Regions from separate parts of the Anser cygnoides genome. Here region 2 is linked to region 1. The links are chromatin contacts, called in public Hi-C maps. All regions are on one chromosome and are shown on one strand. Each heading gives the region's core, a stretch centred on a gene start, on an enhancer-like site or on the middle of the called end of the contact. The rest is flanking DNA. Distances are from core to core; before and after follow the strand shown. Region 1 holds the start of LOC106048544 (phospholipid-transporting ATPase ID-like). Region 2 holds the start of TESK1 (testis associated actin remodelling kinase 1).

Region 1 (6,263 bases), core at 1,357-3,856:
ACAGTCATCAGTTAGAGTGGTTTTGTCCTTCTTGCTTGGATCTGCAGGAGCTCCAAACCTCGTTTTCTTCTGCTTCATCTACCAGTGCTACGCTGAACTTTCTCATTCCGGGAAGGTTGGTGCCCCCACTGCTGGAACCGCCGTGAGAAATCACTAGAGGTCTGTCCTTTGCCACATCCCTTTCCCAGCACACTACAGCCATAGGAGGAAGCCACAACACAGCAGGAGGTTTCTAAAGCAGAACTTCAGCATGGAGAAATACTTTCAGTAGGTCTCTACAAACAGACTGTATTCACAAAGGACAAGGGAGATAGGTTAGCAATCTCACCTATGGTTTAGAACCTGGAGACAGGCAGAAGATGGGGAACGCTCCCTGCTGTGTTGTATTTTGTGAAGGGAAAAAACACCTTTTGGAAGCATTTCTCTGCAAGAAAGCTTTGGGGAAGAGTGAGGGAGGTTAAGGGAGGAGCAAATTGTGTATGTGCTTCTTGCAAAATGATTTTCCATTAGGCAGCAGCACGTCTTTCTTTCCCCCTGAAATATTGCATCATTCTTAAACAGTAGCTCTTTAACTCCAAACAAAAGGAGTTCTCATGCAGTGAAAGCTTTAATCTCAAGCTGTACTTTTAGTTCTAAATTATTAGCCATTGTTAATTTGAAGTTATTTTTACTTTAGTGACCAAAACAGCACAGACAGGAAAGAATTGTAATTTTGCGTATCCTCCAAGACTGACTGTGAACGCTGTGTAAAAGTCTTCCTACCAGCATGCAGACTCAGAGGCACAGTGCTTGGTGGCAAAATGCTAGCAGGAGAGGATGGCATGTTAGTATTGATATTAACTGAATCCTGCTGTATTGTGGCATCTCTCTCTCTCTCTCTCTCTCTCTCTCTTTTTTTATTCCCTTTAGAAACCATTTTTCTGTTTTAAAAATAGTGTGATGTACCAGTGCTAGAACCTGAAAGTGAGCAGAGAAAAGCTTATTCACTTCTACCTCCCAGAGAGGGTGAAGAGTCCCTTTTTTAAAACTGTTCTTACCAGGACTTTGAGATAACTTATGCTCTTTTTACCTCTGAGAGGATTAACACTTCTCACGCACTGAGATGTCATCAATGTGTTTCTAAATGCCTCGTAGTCCTCGATGCCTCCTACTTGATCTCTTGAGGAAGTAAAGAATTATTATTCCCTTTTATGAATAAGAAAACAGAAGTTAAAGCAGTAACAAGTGACTTGCCCAGAATCTGTCACAGGTGCGAGGATGGATTTGAGCCTCATTTCACTGTTTGCTCAGTTTGCTGTCCTTCCTTCTTTCAATGCTTGCATGAACCTATTAGTCATAACCACGGCCCATTATCTGCTGGGAGAACGTTAAATAAAGCAGTAAGCTTTCACTGCCATGTTTGTAATCCTATCTGCTGCACTGAAAACCAAAGAATTTAATTTGAAAAAAGCTACAAAGAGTAGTGGTACGGACAAGTCTCTTCATTAGCTGGGAACAAACCACATACAAAAAAATCCCAACCAAACAGACAAGATGGTTAAGGAGATGTGAAGTACCTTTTAAAAAGCCTTCTATGTTAATAATTTAGCATGTTGCAAGGTACGTCAACATTAAATATATATGTATTTTTTAATGTATTTAAACCTGACACTAATTCTGAATTTTTCAGACAGAAGATGTCATCAGCCCTAAAAGTAGGTGGAAAAACAGCCCACAGGAGCAAATCAAAGCTTGTGAGTTAGCAATGGGGGTTTGTATTGCAGGAAATTGCAGGAAAATCTGCAATGCTGGTATGGTTTGATAAATGTCACTTAGATTTTTTTTTTTTTAAATCTTAAGTGTTCATATTACATACTACCCCATTTGTGCTTAAGTGATTTTTTTAGACTAGCTCTGTCTCTTCTCTACTTCAGAATTATTTTTGTTGCTTTTTTTTTTTTTTTAAAGAATAAATAGGGCACTGAAGTAAATAATTGTGTGTCAGAAGTTGAACCTCTGTGCTTTGTTAGCATAAGCATGGCAGCCAGAAGCCTGCATCAGGATCCTGTCATACTCAGGGCTATAAACCCCTCAAATACTTGATTATGCCACTGAAGTTGCATACATTTTGTAAGTCTGTATGGGAGGTAGTGAAATGTCTAGTCTTTGAGAAAAAACATGTTTTATGTTTGAAATACTCAACCTGTGAAAAGAAAATAAGTCTGCTGGCTGCACAAAGTTGAGCACAATGTCTTGTTTGCGTCTCTGGCTACTGCTTTGGCTGCAGCAATGAGCACAAGCAGGGTTTTAAGGTCGCATTACTCTCAGATGAAATATAGAGTCCTGCCTATGGTATAAACCTTTTTTAATACCTGATGTCATACCCAAGTCCAAGGATCAATCGCTTTTTATTTACTCAGTGCAACGCAGTGCCATGTTCCACCCACGGCTTTGGGAACTTTGCCTTTTCTCTTGCAGCCATTACTGAGTACACGAAGCACACTGAGACATCCTGCAGCTCCTGGATCACATTCAGCCTGTCCCTGCGCGGGTTTACCTCCAGATCCTGGAAAGCGTGGTGCTCCCTAGCGAGCTTCGCAGCTCCGCTGGGGAGAAGCCTGGCATGCTCTGCTGAATAATCCTCTAGGGTTTTTAAAAGAAGCCGCAGCTTTTTGTGTGGTGCTGAAAACAATCCTTCTGCTTGTCTTGGCAAACAGCTTCAGATAGAAAAGACGACAGAGAACAGCCAGGTAGGCCAATTTCTTCTTCTGGAAGAGAAGTAAAGCCTTGAATAGGTGTCTGGATTTCAGGCGTTTTTGCTGTGTGTTTGTTTTTTTCTTCTTTTGCATACTGGATTTTTCTGCACCTGTAAATGCTGGGTCTGGAGAAGAACAGGTCGTGTGCCTAAGTTTTCTTTATGCAGTGCCAGCTTTACTGTGTGAGTGACAAACAGAAGTAGAGGGAGTTTGGACCACAGAAGCGAGGCTTTAAAAAAGTTTTCCAATGGCGGTGGGAAAGCACATGTTCATTTTGCTGGCTTTGGATCTAGGCCCCTCTTCTGCCTCCCTGAAGGGAGATCCAGACCTCTTCTCCTCTGTGTGCCTACACCTAAAATGTTCTCAGTGTTGTCGTTGCTGATGGCAACTGCATTCTAGTTTAACAGCGAAGACATGAAAAATGGGAACATCTTACCTCCATCAGGAGAGGTTTTGCATTGTAACTGGCTCCAGAGAAGATGTGCTCTAGCTCAGAGTGGGAGATGAGTCAATTAATGAGTGTTGTTTGCTGGCCTGTTGTACAGTAAGTGATAAATGGTCTCCTGACTTTAAAACTGGAGGGTGTAAGCCTAGAAGGCCAACTGGTGGACACCCAAAGACTATGAATGTGAAGAACTGGTTAGATGAAACACATCCAAAGTTTCTTCTGCACTACAGAGAAAAATGGCCACTTCTCCCCCAGAATCCTGTCTTATCTGACATAGGATATCTTCTGCCTTTCCCTCGTATTTAATACTAGTTTGACTTTTAGCCCAGCAGTAAGACACTCTACACATGACAATTTGGGTATCCTGACACAAGCAAAAGTCCAACAGAAGCCTGCATGAGATTTGCTAAATGAGTTCACAAGGGAGAGGACTTTTTATACGCTAAAATTAACTTTCTGCACTAACCTTTATGTATATCTCTGCAAATTATATTTTATTTCAAAAATAGTATTAAAAGGAAAGGTTAAGGCCATACTATCAGTGATAGAGGCACTCTTTATATCTTTGTTACTCAGCTGCAAACCATCAGAGCAAAATATCCTGTGGTTCACGTTACAGGAGAAGCTGTTTACTTCCTTTTGAGTGAATGCCTTGTTTTTCTTAGTGATAAAAGCTCTCTGCGGCTCTCTCTTTAGTCAAATGTGTGACTTGCTGCACTTTAGCTTTGGTTCTAATTCTTAGGATATTCACAACCTACTATGTTTTAGCGTTACTGAAAGTCACTATTCCAGGCTTAAGCAAAAAAGTTACTGAAAGGAAAGGAGCACGCTAATTTGCTGATATCAAAGTAGAGCATTTTTGCTGGGAGAGTAACTCACTTCAAGTCAGGCTGGAAATCTGCTTCCAGCATCATTGGAAGGTCCATCACTGCATTGGAGAGACTGCTGTGTGCTTGTTGGAGGCACACTTGCCATGCACTTGGTGTAACAGTGCTTAATCTGGAGATCTGTCTGATCCTTTACACTTGTGGGTCCAGCCTAGGACCCCTTAATGTTTGCATGTGCTCAGCGTTGGCTCCAGGAGGAGCAGGACTAGATTATTCTATGTGTGTAGGGTGATATGATGGTGATATTTTTAGATATGAAAATGATTTTTCCATCTCAAAAGTTGAATTGTGTAGTTTGCCAGTGCTTCCAAAGCTGTATCCCAAGCAGGACCATTGTTAGGAGGAAATGCAAGGAGATCACGGTCTTTGCTTTTCCTTGTATGGAGAACAGCAGTGTGAGAGTCTTCCACCAAGGCTGGGAAACACAACAGTGAATCCAAGGTCAAGACCGGGCACATGCCCTATGGACAAAGCCAATTACTGCAGCCTGTAGATGAACAAGGCTCCTTTTCACTTTCCCTGATACAACCCAGGGGCCTCTGTGCCCTGCCCCCATCCGTAGGTAATTCAGCGTTATGCTTTCATCCATTGCTTCCTACCTGCTCCATTGTTCATTATCCTGAGTTTACTGGGACTTGTAGTTACTACAGGTTGTGGTTTCAGTGACCACCTGGATTACCCACTAGTTAAACATCGAGACCGTCACTTTCTTTTCCCTGCCCTTTGATAAGAGTTGTTGTTTTGTGCAATTTATACTGCTGTTGTTGTAAGGAATGTTGCCAACACTTTCTCCACTGGCCATTTCACTTCTTGGACAAATAAGATTCAGTTTACTTTTCCATCTTAAATCTGTACTGGTGGCTTTATAACAGTACAAAAGATATGGATACAGCCATGAGGGGAGTGAGAACAATTATTTTGCTTAACTTATGGTTTGTTTCAACAGACTGCTGTGTTGTAGCCTGATTAGGATTGCCCTCCCTGCTATTTTCTTCTAGACCCTTCTGTCAGTGGTGCAGTGCCCTTGTAGACGTGGAGGCACTCTCTGTCTCTGAGTGTTTCTTCCCAAAGGCTCCAGCTCCGCACGGGGGTGGGATGGCTGATGTGCTTCCTACTTCCCACATCTCCTGAAGGCTGCTCTCCCATAACCAAGTCATCCAGACAGGCGTGCATCTCCTCCTGAGTAGTTGTAACTTCTAGGAGCTGTCATCCAAACAGAAATTGATGATTCATGTTTATTTGCAAGTCTGTAAGCCATGGCTACCCTGATTAACACCGTCTTAAGTTGTATCCTCTTACTTTTGCTAGCTTGCCTTCACTGCTCCCTTTGGTTAGCCCTGAAGTGGTTGGGCAGTTGGACTTGGCCTTTTTAGGTCCCTTCCAATGGAACTATTCTGTTCTGTTCTGTTCTGTTCTGTTCTGTTCTGTTCTGTTCTGTTCTGTTCTCTTCTCTTCTCTTCTCTTCTCTTCTCTTCTCTTCTCTTCTCTTCTCTTCTCTTCTCTTCTCTTCTCTTCTCTTCTCTTCTCTTCTCTTTTCTTCTACTCTACTCTACTCTACTCTACTCTACTCTACTCTACTCTACTCTACCCTACTCTCCCTAAGTGCCTTCCTTAATTTTATTTTCATTTGTATTTGTATTTGTATTTGTATTTGTATTTGTATTTGTATTTGTATTTGTATTTGTATTTGTATTTGTATTTGTATTTGTATTTGTATTTGTATTTGTATTTTTCCTTCGGATGCTTGTAAGAGGCTCTAGGGAGGCCCCTTCTTGTTTCAGTAACAAACAAGACTAGAAACATGTACCAAAAATGGACAGACCTGATCATAGTTGTAGGACGCTTATAAGATGAGCTGCAGACTGAAGCCAGCCTCCAAGAAACTGCTCATTCAAATCTTTCCACCACTAATGAATGGTAAATGCTGGAGGCAGCCTGTGGATTTTGAAATGCAGCAGCAGCAACCACAACTATAAAGGGGTCAGTAGACACCACATAGATCCAACGCAGAATATCTTTCTTGTGTGCCTGCTTTCCAGCCTTTGAACACTGGGGTCTGTTGTGGAGCTGTTCTGAGCAACAGATGCATTGAGTAAATATTTCAGACTTATAAAACTTTTGAAATAATATTTAATATATAATTGGGATCAACGCTAGAGTGCCATTCCAGATGTTGATTAATGAAGCAATATA
Region 2 (6,263 bases), core at 1,917-4,416, 200 kb after region 1:
ACGGAAAGTAGGACACCGTAATCAAAGTGATTAATGGGTTGGGGTGGCGTGGGAACAGCTCAGCTCAGCTCCGCGCTGTGCCGGGGCCACCGGTTCAAGGTGGCACCGTCCCCACCTGCCCCAGCTCCTCGCCGCTGGCCTGGGAGCACCCTCATGTCTGCCGAGCAGCGGGAGCCTCCTGATTTTGGAGCCCCCGGTGGATACTGCATGCAGACAGCCCTGCTCCCTCCCCCTGTGGCAGGGATGTCCCCCCCCCCTGTGGTGGAGATGTATCTCCAGCCTGACGGATTGCTTCCTTCCATTTTATTTTATTTCATTTTTTTCTCAGATCTGATGGGTGATGAAACCGGGGCACGGCTGAGGAGGCTGGCTTGTTACTGCCAGGTCTCCAGGCTGGTGCGTTTGTCCTGCAGGGCCGCTGGCAGGCTCTGTGCTGAGCTACGCACGCTCTCCCCGGCCTTTCCCTGCTCCCCGCAGCGACGCCAAGCCCAGCAGATCAAAGGGCGGCGACGAACCGCGGGCCAAGCCCCACGGAGCCTCCCAGCCCTGCTCCCTGCCCTGCTCCCCTGCAGCTGGCAGCGCAGGTCAGCCGGGGCCAGGGCCGGGCAGCTCTGATGTGGTCCCACGCCGCCCAGCATCGCCAGCCTCTCGGCGTCTCTGCTCCTGGCTCATGTCTGAAGAACCACAAGCACTTCGGGGATGCTGCGCTGGGGTTATTGCTAATAGCCTGGCAAGGGGCAGGAGAGGGCCAGGGTCAAGAGGGGAAGGAGCAGCTCTGTTGCACGCTGGGCAGCCTTGGAGGATGGGAGCGTGGCACATACGGGGAGATAAGCCTTTCAGGAGGGGGAGATGCTGGAGGTGGTAGTGTGGCCCTACCTGGCTGGCACAAGGTGACCAGCTCCTGGCGACCAGTGAAGCTTCTCTGCCATGCTGGATCACTGCAAGGACGCGGTTGTGCTTACGTGGCTGCATGTCACCTCACCGAGGTCACGGAGCTGCCTGTCCTTTCTTTTCAGAGGATTGGGCTGGATTGTTTTATTTTTTTTTCCCCAGCATTCCCGGTGTTTGCGAACACACAGCCCTCAGGGCTCCCACTGTGTACCCACCCAGCCAGACTCAGAGTTGCTCAGCCCCCTGCCACCCTGTTGTGCATCCTGCCAGGGCCCAGGGGGGGTGGGGTTCATGTGAGCAACCCGAAATCACTGCCCCCAGATAAGATTTGAGGCTGGGATGCAGACGCTGCCTCCACAAACGCCATGGTACCGGCACCCAGGTGTGAGCAGCATCAGCAGGAAATAAGAGGAGGGGGTGAGCCAACGCTGCTGGGTGCTGTGCTGACTCCGCTCGCAGAAAACTACCGATGCAACAAATATTTGGCCTTTGGCCTTGCAGCTGGAGCGCCGGGGAGCGGGGCAGCACCGCGCCTGCACAGCGGGGACCGCGGCAGCCCCTGCTCGCAGCCGGAGGCGGGCTGCTGCAGCTCGCAGCCCCGGCGCTGGGTGCCGAGCACGGGGACACATAAGAGCTCTGGGAAATGTAGTCCTGCTGCGTCACCTGCCCTGGGTGCTGCTGGGCACGGCACGGCTGCATGTGGGCCACCGGGGCTGGGGCATCTCCCACATCCTTCAGGACCCTTGCACCCAGCAGGGTTGTGACAGACCCTGATGTGCTCCCCTATCCTGTTTCCTACGGGGATGGTATTTGTCAGGGGCTGGCCCCCTCGAAAGCAGGGAGCTGGGGAATAGGAAGGGAAGCAGCAGGTTGGGAGATCCGCTGGGCGATGTGCAGAGTGTGGGCAGAGGGCACAGGAGGAGGAGAGGACACCTGGGACCGCGAGGTTGTGCTCACCGGCTGGGAGGAAGCACCCAGGGAGCTGTTTGAATCGGGCGATGCTCCCCTGTCCTGCGCACCCTGGGTCTGCACCTCCAGGCTGGAAAAGCCTCCTGTGCTGCCACAGCCTCCCAGGACCTCTCCCCACAGCAGCCCCAGCACGCAGGGCAGGGGGGAGGCGTTTGCTGAGCCCTGAGCCTTCTCCCCGAGAAGGGCAAAGAGGACAGAGTCCCCCAGCCCCGCTCCTCTCCCCTGCAGCTCCACAGGGGAGCTAAAGCACGGCCAGTGAGCCTCTCCTGCTCTTCTAGCCGGGGCTTGAGGGGCTTAATTTGGGCTTTGCAGCAGGCTCAGCCCAGCCAGGCTTTGCACTGGAGGGCACCTGATGGCACCACGGGAGGGCTGGTGGCCCTGGGGACGGGGGCTCACCACCGCTGTGCCAGGCAGGAACAGATCGGGGTGGAAATGGCACAGCAGAGTTACCAGCACTGATGAGAGAAGGGACCATAAATCCTGCAGCAACAATTTCCACAGTCAGGGCTGTCTCCGGGGCTTTCATTTATTCGTTACAGCTTAATTGGATGTGAACTCAGCCACTTGTAAGCAGCAGGAGCCCGGAACAGGCTGCGGTCCTGTGAGCTTCTCTCTGTAAGATGCCTCTCCAGGCCTCCCCATCTCTGCCTTGGCCCTGCTGGGGCTGCTGCTCACATGTGCTGGAGGGAAGGGCAGGGATGGGGAGGCCTGGCTGGCTTTGCTCCTCCGAGCAGCTCCCTCCTCCACCGAGGAGCTGCTCCCACTGCAAAGAAATCAGAAGCTCGGCTCCCCTGCCCTAGGTTGTCCTCCCCTCCTGGGATAAGGAATAAAACCTTGCGTTTGCTGTACCTGGAGCCAAGCACCGGCCAAAAACACCATGCTGGGGGACACCCCATGGGGCCGCGCTCCCAGCAGGGACGGCAGCAGCGGAGCAGAGCCCAGGAGGGGCTGGGGCAGGCAGCCGGGTGCAGGGCGCCTGGAACAGAGCACGGGCAGCCCGGCTGCATGAAGGACCGTGCAAAGCACCTACGGAGCAGGGAAAAAAGGAGCAGCAAGGAGGAGGAAAACGGGGAGACATCGGGGAGCCCAGGAAAGGGAGAAAAGCAGCGGGGTGCGGGGGGGCACGGGGCGTTTCGGCTGCGCTCCCCGCTGCCGGGCAGGGCTGTGCGCGCAGGGAGGGCCGAGACCCCGGCACCCAGCGCCTCCCCCCGAGCCCATCGGGCTGCCAGAAGGCAGCGGGGCCCCTGGCGGCGGCCGGCAAGGAGTTAAGGGGCTGAACCCGCCCCGTCTCCGCCCCGCCGGTGCCTGCGCTCGGGGCGGCGGAGGCGCAGCGCCGGGCCGCGGCGGGGGTCGGGGCTCCGCCGCCGGGCCATGAGCACCGCGCACCCCGCCGGCACCTCGCCCCCGCCGCTTTCAGCGCCGGGCCGAGCCGTGCCGGGCCGAACCGGGCCGGGCCGAGCCGGGCCGGGCGGCGGCGGAGGAGGAGGAGGAAGAAGAGGCGGTGGAGGAGGCGGCGGAGCCCCCCCAGCGCCGTGCCCCGGGGGGACGTGAATGGCGCTGGGGGTGCTCGGCGGGGCCGAAATGGAGTGGGAGAAGCTGCCGCGGAGGCCCGGGCTGGCACCGAGGGGGGAACGAGCCGAGGAAGGCGAGGGGGAGGCGGCGGGGCCGTGGCCGGGCTGCGGGAGGCTGCGGCCCTCCTCGTACCGGGCGCTGCGCAGCGCCGTCTCCACCCTGGCGCGCATCGACGATTTCTACTGCGAGAAGATCGGGGCCGGATTCTTCTCCGAGGTCTTCAAGGTGGGCGCAGCCGCCCCCCGCCCCCTCCCTCCCCCCCATGGGGATCTGCGGGAAGGGCTCCGGGGGTCCTCGGTACCACCGTGGTGGGGGTTTGGGGGGGGTCCGTGGGGATGCTCGGGGAGCCCCGCGGCCACCGGTGCTGTTGTTGCTCCGTCGGAGGGAGAAGGGGAGCGGCGGATCTGATCCCCTACGGGGTTACCGGGGGGGGGGGGGAGCACACAGCCCCCGGGGGGGTGACAGCCCCTGGAGCCCGCTGTGGGGTCCGGGCGTGCCGGTGGCAGGAGGTGCAGCCGCTCCGGGGTGACCCTGGTGGGGTTTACGGGCAGCCCACAGAGAGTGAGCGGGGTGGGGAGAGCGGGGTGGTGCTGCAGAGCTGCCCCCCCCCGGTGTCACCCCGCGGCTCCCTCCGTGCCCTCCGATGCTCGGGGTGGGTGGGCGAGGGCTGCCGGAGCGGGGATGCTCTGCGTGTGGCCGTGCCCGGGGTTGGGGTCCCGGCGGCGTCACCCACCCGCTGTCACCACCCTGCCGAGGGGCGGTGCGTGCACGTGTTGTTTTTGTCCTCGGCGTCGCTGCAGAACGCAGGGCGAGTGCCGCCCTCACGCTTCCAGCGGCTTCGAGAGCTGCTCTGCCCAGCCGGGAGCCCGCTGCCATCGCTGAGATCCCGCCTGGGGGAGAAACAGCCCCCGGGGAGAGGGGATGCAGGGTCGGGGCACAGGGAGGACCCCTCCTTCCACGAGGCCGTGGCCTCCCTGCTGGCCGGGCTCCTGCTATCGATCCCTGGCTGGGAGCGCGTGGCGGCACCTGGGAGCAGGGGGGGGGAGGCATTTAATAATGCCAGGCGTGGATACGGCTCTTTAATAATGGATGCTGCCCTGTCTCTGCCAGGCCACGGTGTCTCCTTGCTTGCCGTTCCCGCTCCCCTTGTCCCCCCCCGGGAGCTGCGGTGTGCTCCTCGTGCTCCAGCACCGCTTGCCCTGCTGGTGCCGTGCCCACCGAGGGGCTGGGGGCCGGAGCGGTCAGGGGCAAGAGGAGGCCAGATGGAGCTTTGTGCTGCGCGGTGGGTTGGGGCCAAGATCTCAGCAGGACGGTGGGGCAGGCCTGGCCTCCGAGCTTGGGGTTTGGGGCTGGCGAGGCTCGCGAGGAGGATGCAGCTTGGCAGGGCAGCGCGGGGCCCCTTTTCCTCCCACCTCCCTTGTTCCCGCAGCGCTTTCCATGGCCGTGGGTGCTCGAGGCTCCCTCCTCTGAGCGGCCACGGCGTCCTGCCTCATTCCAGCCGTGGTGGGTGGGTGGGTGAGTGAGGGGGGACGAGGAGGGGACCTGAACCTCAGTCCCCGTGCCCTGGCACACTGCTGGCAGCGGGCGCAGGCACGGCTGTCTAACGGCGTTCCCGGGATCACCCCCGGTGCAGCCAGGGCCCGAGCACATCTCTCGGAGAGGCCGCACAGGGCAGGCGGGAGCACCGGTGATGGAAAGCTGCCCTTGTCCCCAGGGACTGCTCCCTGACAGGCCGAAGCTGGGCCTGTTTTCTATCCCCATGTGCCGGTTCCCTTCGCCTTCCCCGTGTGATTTTGGAGGCACCAGGCCCACCCGTTCTCTCGGGTGCGCGGACGTTGCAGCGAGCCGCCTCTCCACCTCTCCGATAGACAGAGCAGATTGAGCCCGGCGTGTTTGTGCCAGACATTTTCTCCAGCCCTTAAACCACCGTTGCATCTCATCCCCGGATCCCGTGCTCGCTTCTCCACGTGCCGTCCACAGCAGGCGTGGGGGCTGCGGGCAGCATCCGGGCTTCACCCCCCCAGGGCTGTGCCTGGACATCGCCAGGCGCTGGCTGCGGGACGCAGCCCTGTGCCGTGCCTCGACCTCGCACGAGGGCTGCGGCACGGCGCCCGCCTGCCCGTCTCCGCCGGCGTTCCCAGCCAACCTTTGAGATTTGCTGTTTACTCCCGAACCACCGGCGCAGCTAATGACACGCTCGCTCTTATCTGGTGCCCTTCGTCGGCGGACCTTGCCTTGTTTCACAAAGCAGGGTGGAGCGGCATGGCACAGGCGGCACCGATGGGGAAACCGGGGCAGGCGGGGAGGAAGCAAATTCACAAAGGCCAGCCCAGGAGCAGCCGTTTGTTTTTCCTTGAACGATCCTCCTTTCCCGCGTGATGAGCAGCTTTTCCAGTCCCGCCCGGTGAAAGACCTGTTGCGCTGCTGGGATCCCTGCGAACTCAGGCACAGCTGCCCTGGGGTTGCCCGCAGCATCGTGTGTGTGTGTGTGTGTGTGTGTGTGTGTGCGCTCCTTCTGCCCTCGGCACCATCCCACACAGCTCCCTGGGGAGCAGGGGTGCAGGATAGTGCCCCTGTGGGACTGTGCTGGGCTGGGACGCGGGGAGGAGCGCTGAGCTGGGGGCAGTGGGTACCGAGCCCCCCCAGGGGCTTCGCCCTGCGTCTAGACAGCAGCGCCAGCTGCGGGGAGGGCCCAGGCCGTCTGCTCGCTCTGATTAGCATGCTCTTTAAATAAGACTCTAATTTCCGCTGTTAAAAGAGCCCGGATCCCTTGTGCCCAGGCTGGGGCCGCAGCCAGCCCCGTCCCTTCCCCCCAGCCATGGCAGCAGATG

Evidence for each region. Hi-C and Micro-C count contacts between places; a contact is called where the count stands out from the background.
Region 2: a Hi-C map of liver shows a contact between it and region 1, with 6 times the contacts expected there. The contact joins the promoter of TESK1 here to the promoter of LOC106048544 in region 1. A contact is called at or near these places in 2 of 7 Hi-C or Micro-C datasets (both in liver).

Annotation. Positions count from the first base shown.
Region 1 is chrZ:64,184,043-64,190,305 of Taihu_goose_T2T_genome, forward strand. It overlaps LOC106048544 (phospholipid-transporting ATPase ID-like), which reads left to right and starts at 2,607. Exons shown (of 28, transcript XM_066987982.1): 1 at 2,607-2,729.
Region 2 is chrZ:64,386,261-64,392,523 of Taihu_goose_T2T_genome, forward strand. TESK1 (testis associated actin remodelling kinase 1) reads left to right here and starts at 3,167. Exons shown (of 10, transcript XM_066988089.1): 1 at 3,167-3,657. The coding sequence starts at 3,412.